Linked DNA regions of Salmo salar: region 1 is linked to region 2. A link is a contact called in public Hi-C data. All regions are on one chromosome and are shown on one strand. Each heading gives the region's core, a stretch centred on a gene start, on an enhancer-like site or on the middle of the called end of the contact. The rest is flanking DNA. Distances are from core to core; before and after follow the strand shown.

The links. A called contact is a pair of places that touch in the nucleus more often than the background predicts.
Region 1: a Hi-C map of muscle shows a contact between it and region 2, with 5 times the contacts expected there. The contact joins two enhancer-like sites. A contact is called at or near these places in 2 of 3 Hi-C or Micro-C datasets (gill and muscle).

The regions. Positions count from the first base shown.
Region 1 is chrssa29:10,567,625-10,572,447 of Ssal_v3.1, reverse strand. It overlaps LOC106590114 (sickle tail protein homolog), which reads right to left. Exons shown (of 22, transcript XM_014180705.2): 8 at 4,247-4,351; 9 at 3,680-3,729; 10 at 1,022-1,182; 11 at 527-702. Among protein-coding and RNA genes, the nearest start is that of LOC106590116, 17 kb to the left of the region's middle. Within about 2 kb of position 2,332, at least 1 of the 13 cell types and tissues checked has an H3K27ac peak or open chromatin away from gene starts, as enhancers often do. A contact at or near this core is called in muscle, where this site is marked.
Region 2 is chrssa29:10,404,049-10,408,904 of Ssal_v3.1, reverse strand. The region is part of intron 1 of LOC106590114 (sickle tail protein homolog); the gene reads right to left. Among protein-coding and RNA genes, the nearest start is that of LOC106590114, 36 kb to the right of the region's middle. Within about 2 kb of position 2,419, at least 1 of the 13 cell types and tissues checked has an H3K27ac peak or open chromatin away from gene starts, as enhancers often do. A contact at or near this core is called in muscle, where this site is marked.

The DNA of each region.
Region 1 (4,823 bases), core at 1,083-3,582, 160 kb before region 2:
TCAGCCAAGCAGAGCTCATTAACGAGCCATATTTAAAACACTACGGCAGGCCTTTGCTGAGTAAGACCTGGCACTGCGCCAAGGAAAACACAGCTGAATCCAGCGCCCTGCGCCTGCCTGATTATCCCAGAAAACCAACGTTCAGGAAATGCTCCTATCGTGATGTTTATCGGGGCATATGTTTACCGCTTTCTACCCAGGCAGTGCTATGACCTTGCCGGTTAAATATCAGAATTAAAAGGATTCAATTACCGTTCCCAATTGGCAAACCACGACGAGTGAATTAAATTAAGAGTATGCTGTGAATAATTGCCTGCCCAGGCTGCCTGGTTCTATACTTCAGTGATTTCTGGGCTTGAATGAGAGACAGACATGGCCTACCGGTACCTGTGAGCTATGTTTGGAAGGTGTGTACTTGAAGTTAGTCAGTAACACCTGGGTCGTGTACACTAGCAACCAAACGAAACGGGCCGAAACAGGGAGGGACCTACATGAGTTGCTACACTGCCCCCCCCCCCACTCTTACCCTAGTTGGTTGAACACCCTCTCCTCCAAGCCCAGGTACTTGTGTCTGTCCTCCTCCACCAGGACTCTCTGTCTTTGGACCGGGTCCTCCAGACGTCTCATGGCCTCCGCCAGTTTCAAACTGATCTCCTGCTCAGCCCGCTTCAGCTGCACACGCAGAGCCTCCTGGTTCTGGAGCTAGGTAACACACACATACACACACGCTGAGTTTTGTGTTTCTTAGCCAATCCAGATAGAGGGGGTTGAAAAGTAGCTGATAGACAGTAGTTGAATGGCTGGGAAGCAACGCTTGACAGCTGATATCAAATTGATAACCAATAACAGTAGATAGGGGCTCCCCGGGTGATTTTTTTCCCCCTCGGTACAGATCTAGGATCAGCTTTCCCTCCTACCAATCCTAACCTTAACCATAAGTGGGGAAAATGCTAAACTGACCCAAGATCAGTGTCTAGGGGAAACATAATCCTACGAATAGATACAGCATTGGTGGCGTTACCTGCAGCTGTCTCATCTGATGGAGCTGCAGCCGAAGGTCCGAGACGTTCTTCTTGCACTGGAGCAGGTTGTTCTGGAAGGGGGTGGAGCCTGGGAGCATGGGGGTGGAGCCACTCTCAGAGGGGGGCGTGGCACTTTTGGGTGCCAGGACAGGGGAACCTCCTGAATAAGATCAAATCAAATAGCCACATTTAAAACCACTACAAGCTAGTCAGTTCCTCACTTGTGATAACAAAACTGGAAAGAAAATATAGATTTGGATAGAGGGCTCACTTGCCACAAACATGCTTTATCTAGCTGTATAAAAACTGATTTAGAAGAATACATTTAAAAATATGGGAAAACATATTAACCCATAGCATTTAATTATTCATATTGTAGGCTATGCTGTAGAGGTTCATTCACAAGTACAAAAATCCCTTTCACAATGTGATGGAAACCCTACAGATTTTGGAGGAAGCACGCAATACATAACTCCCTTATTTACCGCAAATGAAATACCCCACAGTCAAATGTGCACATGCACGTAAAAAGCAAAATGTCTCCTGTGAGATTGAATGGGTGGTGTAATGTATTCATGTTTTCTCCCCTCCTTTTCACGTTCTGCCTTGTGTCCGTGTGCGTCCCAAATGCTACCCTGTTCCCTATGTAGTGCACTACGTATGGCCAAGGCCCATAGGGAAGGTGGCAATACAAAGTGGTGCACTATATAGGGAATAGGGTGCCATTTGAGATGCAACCTCTGTGATTGCATTGGCCTGGCCACAGCCCAGCGCTCGCCTCGCTCGCCTTGCTCATTTCCAAACACATTCTCCACAGCTGCGTTGGTTCCTGATTTAATATTCCTAATGTTAAGTAATGAGGGCCTGTGCTTCCCTAGGCGTCTCCCCCGCTGCCCACAGGAGCACACGGGTACTTACATTGGCAGTGCTGACTGAAATAGACTGCCGACCGCCAACCTCACCATGACTACATCCCAAGTGGAACCCTATTCCCTATGTAGTGCACTACTTTTGACCAGGCCCCATCAAACTCTGGTCAAAAGTAATGTACTGTATAGGGAGCAATTTGGGATGCAAGCATTGGGAGAAATAAGAGACAGGAGACGGGTTTGTCTGCTGTCGAAAACAACCACCAGACGTAATGTCCTCTGGCTTTGGAGACTGACGACAGAATGACTCTTGACAAGCCATGCCAACTGCAGTCTGTATTGACAGTAACTGAAGTTGAATTCAATTACACTGTTTCTCCCATTCAGAATGGAGTAGTATGACCTATGACCTTTGAAACCTGACCCTGAGGTTGAGTTCTGTCTCTGGGGCGCTTGTTGTCAACAGGTGGGAGTGGCACAGTGTCACTAAGCCACTCAAGTCCCTTAGCGGAAGAGAACAAGTCCCTGCAAAGTGTCAGAACAATGAGAGAGTAGAATGTTCTGACTTGAATGAGAGAGAGAGAGCGAGCAAGAGAGCACTCCTTCAACACAGAGTAGGTCTGCGTCCCAAATGCTGCCCTATTCCCTATATAGTGCAGTACTTCTGACCGGGGCCCATCAAAAGTAGTGCACTATAATGGGAATTTGGTGCCAATTGGGACACAACCACAGTAGAGCCCTGCAGTGGGGCTAGAGAACACAGTGCTATTGTGAACTTTGTAATCCCCCTCCAACATTCACCACATAGTCCTCTCATAGGGAATGACAGCTGCACAGACCTGAAGTGCAGGTTCAGATGAATGCTGCTCAAGTGTGTCACACTGTCTGTGTCCCAAATGGCACCCCTTTATATGGTCAAAAAATAGTGCACCATACAGGGAATAGGGTGCCATTTAGGATCCATCCACTGTTTGGAGACCGAGAGGATGCTCTTGTGATGGGGATAGCTTATGAAATAACAACAAGGAAATATCTGAGGAATCAGAATTATGAGCCACAGTCAATTCTTCATGTTCTGTGTATGATGAATGGGAACAATACGCAAAGGGAAACCTGTAAGAAGAAGAAGACGAAGAAACCCAAAGATGTGAGGAGTTGCTTTGACAGCAGCCGCATAAATACCACTCTGTTTTCATTCCCGCCGCCCTCGAGATTGCATTTCTTTTATCGAACTCTCATCTACCCTGACCGCTAGCTAGACAAGATTGAATCATCTTTGCGGGATCGAGAAATAATACATCTCTCTTGTTCTAACTAATGCTTTCAGCAGCGCATATTCAGTTAGTAGCTTTTTTGCCTCCATCCCCCACCTAGAGTGGATGACGAGAGAGGATTTGAGGGGAATATGAGTCGGCGAAAAGCAAAGACGCCTGTCTTACTGACTGGGTGTTTTAGTGGGGCAGTAGGGGAGAGCATATGGCAGACTGTGTTGAGTGACATTAAGAGACTTGTCTATGCAATGCATCCTGGGGGAAAGTTGAGGGATATGCAACAGAGAACTGTACCTCTAAGTAGATCATGGTTGCGTCCCAACTGGAACCCTATTCCCTATATAGTAGACTACTTTGCGTCCCAACTGGAACCCTATTCCCTATATAGTACACTACTTTTGGCCAGGGCCCATAGGGCTCTAGTCAAAAGTAGTGAACTATATAGGGAATATGGTGCTATTTTGGGACGCAAACCATAATGTGATACATGCAGAAGGGTAATAATGGTCCTCCTGACCTGCACTATGAACCGGAGACGCTTGCCTTGATGTCTTCGTGGGTCGTTCACTACGCACACACAGAGAGAAAGAGACATTAATTCTGTTGAATCACAATAGAAGAGAATTAATGCAAAACCCTGGGAACTGTCCTGGAGTTAGGGTTGACATATATTAGTAAAAGCATTGTAGACGTACAGACAGCCATACAGTATGGTTGGACAGACTGACATAGACGGACAGGTTAACATGATGACTGTTAGGAGCAGTCTGTTCCCATAGTAAGCCATCCCATTTTCATTCCAATCATGGTGCCCACATTGAGATTGATGATTGGAAACTCAAGCAAACACAGTAGCACAAGATCTCCACAGAGTAGGTTGAAATGCAAAGATAACTGCAGCATGTCAATATCAGAACCCTCGTCCACACTATTTCCCCTCGACAATGTTCTGTTTACCTAGGCTGGTAAAATTGAGAGCTAGTTTATCTGTTATTATCTTTGTCCACATTGGCTGGGGCAACCTGGGCTTATCTCTGAGAACTCAATGTCCCACGCTGCCTCACTTCTTCATCTTCTTGCTTACCTGAGAGCCTCGTTGGTGCCACTAGTGTTTGGGGACTTTAAAAGTGCATGCTGAACAAGACCAGTCAAGCTGGCAATCTGTTGCTCCATAGCCTTCATTCGCTTTCTGCAGGAAACATCAGAAAATCAAGCTTTTAACACTGGGGCTAACTAGGCGTTAAAGGTGGCATTTCTAATATTTACGTTAGGAGTACTTCTTAAGTTGGGAGTTACTTCCTAAATACTACCGGAATTGTTTTCATGCCAGATGTGTTTGCTTAGCGATCAATTTAGCGATATAACATTAAAACATAGAGTGGGTCAAGTATAGGATTTGGAGAATATTTTCTATCTTAGAACATTTATGAATATCTTTATGAATAATTTATTGATTTGTCAAGTAGATGGGGTTTCTGCTATATAAACAACAGTTAAACACACTGTTAAAGCAATAACTGTAAGTGTTCCAAGCTGTCAAACTACCGTGCTAAGGCACAAGTAAACAATATATTCCAGCTAACATGGTCTAATAACCTCGACCACTTAAGCATGTCTGCTTTGCCCTCCCGGAGTCTGCCTGGAATAGTCTAGAAAAACAA
Region 2 (4,856 bases), core at 1,170-3,669:
ATTCACTATATAGTGCACTACTTTTGACCAGAGCCCTGCACGGAGCCTACTGCACTATGTAGGAAATAGTGTGCCATTTGGAAATTGGGACGCAGGCATAGCCTTCATTTGATGAGATCCCATCCGCAATTATGAGTTCAAGATATTGCTTATGTCAAGAAGATTCCCATAGAATTTGGAAAAGGGAAATTAATAATAACAGAATGTATCGCTTCAAAATACCAACGAACGAATCATTCGCAAAATAACCCAAATTGAGAAAGTTCCTTCACAATCAATGCCACAAAACAGTCCGAATGCATCAAGATATTGTGAAATTATTGTCACGTCTGTCTGAAGAATGGGACCAAAGCGCAGCGTGTGTATCGTTACACATTTTATTTAAACTGTGAAACTATGCAAGACATACAAATAAACAAATAAACTAAACAAGAAACCGTGACGAAGATGTGCAACATACACTTACTCAAAATAATCTCCCACAAAACCTAGTGAGAAAAACAACAACTTAAATATGATCCCCAATTAGAGACAACGATGACCAGCTGCCTCTAATTGGAGATCCCAAAAACCCCAACATAGAAATACAGAAACTAGAACCCCACATAGAAATACATAAACTAGAGAAAACCCCCAACATAGAAAAAAGAAACTAGAACCAACAGACATAAATAAATGAGACAAAACACCCTGTCACGCCCTGACCTACTCTACCATAGAAAATAAAAGCTTTCTATGGTCAGGACGTGACAATTATAAGCAGTAAGGGAGCCTTGACAGAGGCAGGGGGATACATATGGTTTGGTATGGCTCTCTTTTCCAGATCTGGATTCCATTCAATTTTAAGACATTTCAAATACTCAATCTATGCCTGATTGAGCTTGCCTGGCTTAATTGACCAAAATAATATTCCCAAACCTGCAAAACCCACACACAACCAGGCATGCAGATGGTTGAGGGTTGATGGTATCAAATCCTAAATGCCATTGCCTGCCATGTCCACGGCATTTAACCCCCCACCTCTCCTTCAGCCTCTCATCAACGAGCTGTTTTCACCCACATGACTGCCACTGACTGGATGTTTTTATCACGCCATTCTCGGTAAACCCTAGACACTATCGTGCGTGAAAAGCCCAGGAGGCTGGCCGTTTCTGAGAAACTGGAACCGGCGCACCTGGCAACGACGATCATACCACGCTCAATGTTGCTTAGGTCACTCAATTTTGGCCATTTTAACATTAAATCGAACAGTAACTGAATGCCTCGATGCCTGTCTGCCTGCTTTATAAAGCAAGCCATGGCCACATGACTCACTGTCTGTAGGAGGGAACCATTTTCGTGAACGGGGTGGTGTATCTAATAAACTGAGTTGTATGCGTATGTATGTGTCTTTTTGATAGGTTGGGTTAAAAGCAAAAGTCTAATTTCGGTTGGACCTTGGGTGCAATTGACCAATAAGTGATCTTATCTTAATAAAAACACAGTATTTGGAAGATTTCATGTCTACTGTTTTCACAAAGCCATCTTCAGAACTATACAAGGCTACAGGCTCTGTATAACACTCTGGATAAAACAGAAGCAGTCCGGCAGCCTCTTCCCATGGCCTGTCTCTGAGGCCCCCATGTGGCCTTATGGCATATTCCTCCTGTGCTACAACAGGCCTAGACACACATTTATGGACATGAACCACAAACGGGATAGTGTAGACAATGTTCTACAGTACAGGTACTTGGCTTTATTTTGGCCGTAATTGGGTTGACGTTTAGTACAAAAGGAGTGAAGGCATACATAGTGAATCTATGTTCCCGGAAAGATTCAGTCCCTTAAATTCAATGGGGAGCTAAAGTATTGATGTTCTTCAGGGGCTGTAAGTCTGTGTGAGTCATGTCAACTATTTTGTCTGCTAGTGGAACAATTTGTCTGCATGTTTTATCACTGGGTATTTGTTGTGTTAGTCTTTATTAGGCAAACTGTATCTGACAGATGAACATAGCCCCTGGTCCTGTAAACTGTGTGGCATTTAAGGGAGAGAAAGAGAAAAAGCGAGAGAGAAAGAGGGAGAGAGAAACCGCAGCACGTTCACAGGCGATGTAAATAAGAGCCTCCGTCAGTATCTTCATGGCTTATTGATTTTAAGATCCCTGACTGGCTGCCCAGAGAGAGAGAGAGGGAGAGAAGAGAGAGAGATGGAAAGAGATATATGGGGAGAGGGAGAGTGTGAGAGAGAGCATGAGAGATATATGGGGGGGAGAAAGAGCAAGAGAGAGAGAGATATGGGGAGAGAGAAAGAGAGGGAGAGAGGGAGGGAGAGCGAGAGAGCAGGGTGGAGGCTCTTGGCCAAGCCTAAGAGCAGCAGCTTCTTGGTGGGAACAGCAGCCAGAAGATAGCAGCACCACAAACTAAGGAGGAGGAGTGGCTCACACAAGTTCCCAGTAAAACACGTGACTGAACTCATGACACACACACACACACACACACACACACACACAGACTTCCAGACTTCCACTGGGAGTTTCACTCCCAAAACCTCTCCATTAAAACTGTTAGAATTGTAAGTAACATAAGTAACATGCAATATGAAAAGTGTTGGTCCCATGTTTCATGAGCTGAAATTAAATATCCCAGAAATGTTCCTTTGTACAAAATGCTTATTTCTCTGAAATGTTGTGCACAAATGTGTTTACATCCCAGTTAGTGAGCTTTTCTCCTTTGCCAAGATAAATCCATCCACCTGACATGTGTGGCATATCATGAAGCTGATTAAAAAGCATGATCATTACACAGGTGCACCTTGTGCTGGAGAAAATAAAAAGACACTCCCTGATGTGCAGTTTTCACACAACACAATGCCACAAATGTCTCACGTTTTGAGAGAGTGTGGAATTGGCATGCTGACTGCAGGAATGTCCATCATTCTTCACCTGCAGGATCGTCTGAGACCAGCCACCTGGACAGCTGATGAAATTGTGGGTTTGCACAACCAAAGAATTTCTGCATCCACTTGAGGCAATGTACCTCAGTAAAATCTTTGAAATTGAAACGTTGCGTTTATATTTTTATTCTGTCATGCCTGTGTGTAGGAACGGACCAAGGCGCAGCATGCGTATCGCTCCACATCTTTATTATATTGTGAAACTTGGCCAAACAAACTATAAACAAACAACAAACAACAACAACAACAACAAACCGTGACAACAGAGGTGCAACTTGCACTAACTCAAAATAATCTCCCACAAACACAGGTGGGAAAAACAACTACTTAAATATGATCCCCAATTAGAGACAACGATGACCAGCTGCCTCTAACTGGGAATCATACAAAAAAAACAACATAGAAAAAAGAAACTAGAACACAACATAGAAAAATTCAACTAGATAAAACCCCCCAGTCACGCCCTGACCTACTCTACCATAGAAAATAAGAGCACTCAATGGTCAGGACGTGACATATTCAGTGTAAATTGTAAGTCTGTCAGTTTAATTACAATCGCATAACAGGAATGCTAACTGGTCAAGGTGACATAGCAAACAATTTCTTAATTATGTTGTCAAGTGATAATTGTTATTGTTTTGATGCTTTGATCACATTTGTATGAAATACAGCTTGTGTGTATAATTATCCCCACTCTATCCCTGACCTATTTCTCTGTTGCTGTTCAGGCAGGACAACAAAAAGAGTGAAAGGAGGGAATGTCTGAAGACGAATCAGGATCTGGTGTGCATCCCAAATGGCACCTTACTCACTACCTTTGACCAAGGCCAATAGGGCTTTGGTAAATAGTAGTGCACTATGTAGGGACTAGGGTGCCATTTAGCACGCAAAACCAGGATTTAGACTGGATTTAGTAAACCCAGTAGACACAAATGTATTCAGCTGCTCAGTAAACAATATTCTATTACTCTGCCACATCAATGGGATGAGGCTGTAGAATCAGCTCGGGATGAAAGGGAAAGCGGGATACCTAGTCAGTTGCACAACAACGCATTCAACTGAAATGTGTTTGAATCAGTGGTGCTGGTGGCTGCCTTAAAGTCTACGTCATCAGCACCCGGGGAGCAGTTGTGTAAGTTTGTGCGAGTATGTGTGTGTCTGTGTGTGTGTGTGTCCCACTATGGATTTGGCACTGGTGCAGCTCTGTTGGCACATGCTTTTCTCTCATGCCAGACCAAAAACATGAATATATTTACATACTTATAAAGTTCAAGTCAGGAGAAAGAAACATAATAGCCAGCAAATGTTCATCAAAGGTACATATCAAGTGGCTCCAAATCTTGTCAAGAAGTTTAAAAAAAAAATATACATATATTTTTTTTTACTTATGGTCCTCAATAGCAAATGTAGAAAAGGACAAACAACAACATCATAATGGAAATGTGACTTCAACAACACATGGCTGCATAAGACATGAAGATTCAAGTCATTCTGAAAGTGGACTCCCACCCGCCTCCTGAGTTAGGCTATTTTCGTACGCCTCACCCTGGGGTAAGGGTACAGTATTAGCCCACCAGATATGGTGATGATATGACAGGGAGACAAGGCAGTGACCGGATTAGGCCATGTAGATCTAGAGTTCTTCCTGACCACATGACCTGAGTAGGGGAAAACTCCAGGTCCAAGCCATTTAGGACAAACAATTCGCTCATCTGATGAAAGGTAGAGGGAACCCACAGGGAACCCACACAAAAAGGGAACCCAAACAAAATGAACACTCATATCTAGAGGGTGCCAGGTGGCACCGTTTAATTGGGGCTAGTCGCCCCCGCTCCCCTCCTCCCCACCATCCACCCTACCCCAACATTCCCTGCGGGGCCTGTTGGCTCCATGCTGGGAGAATCATGTAAACAGCTTGAGGAGC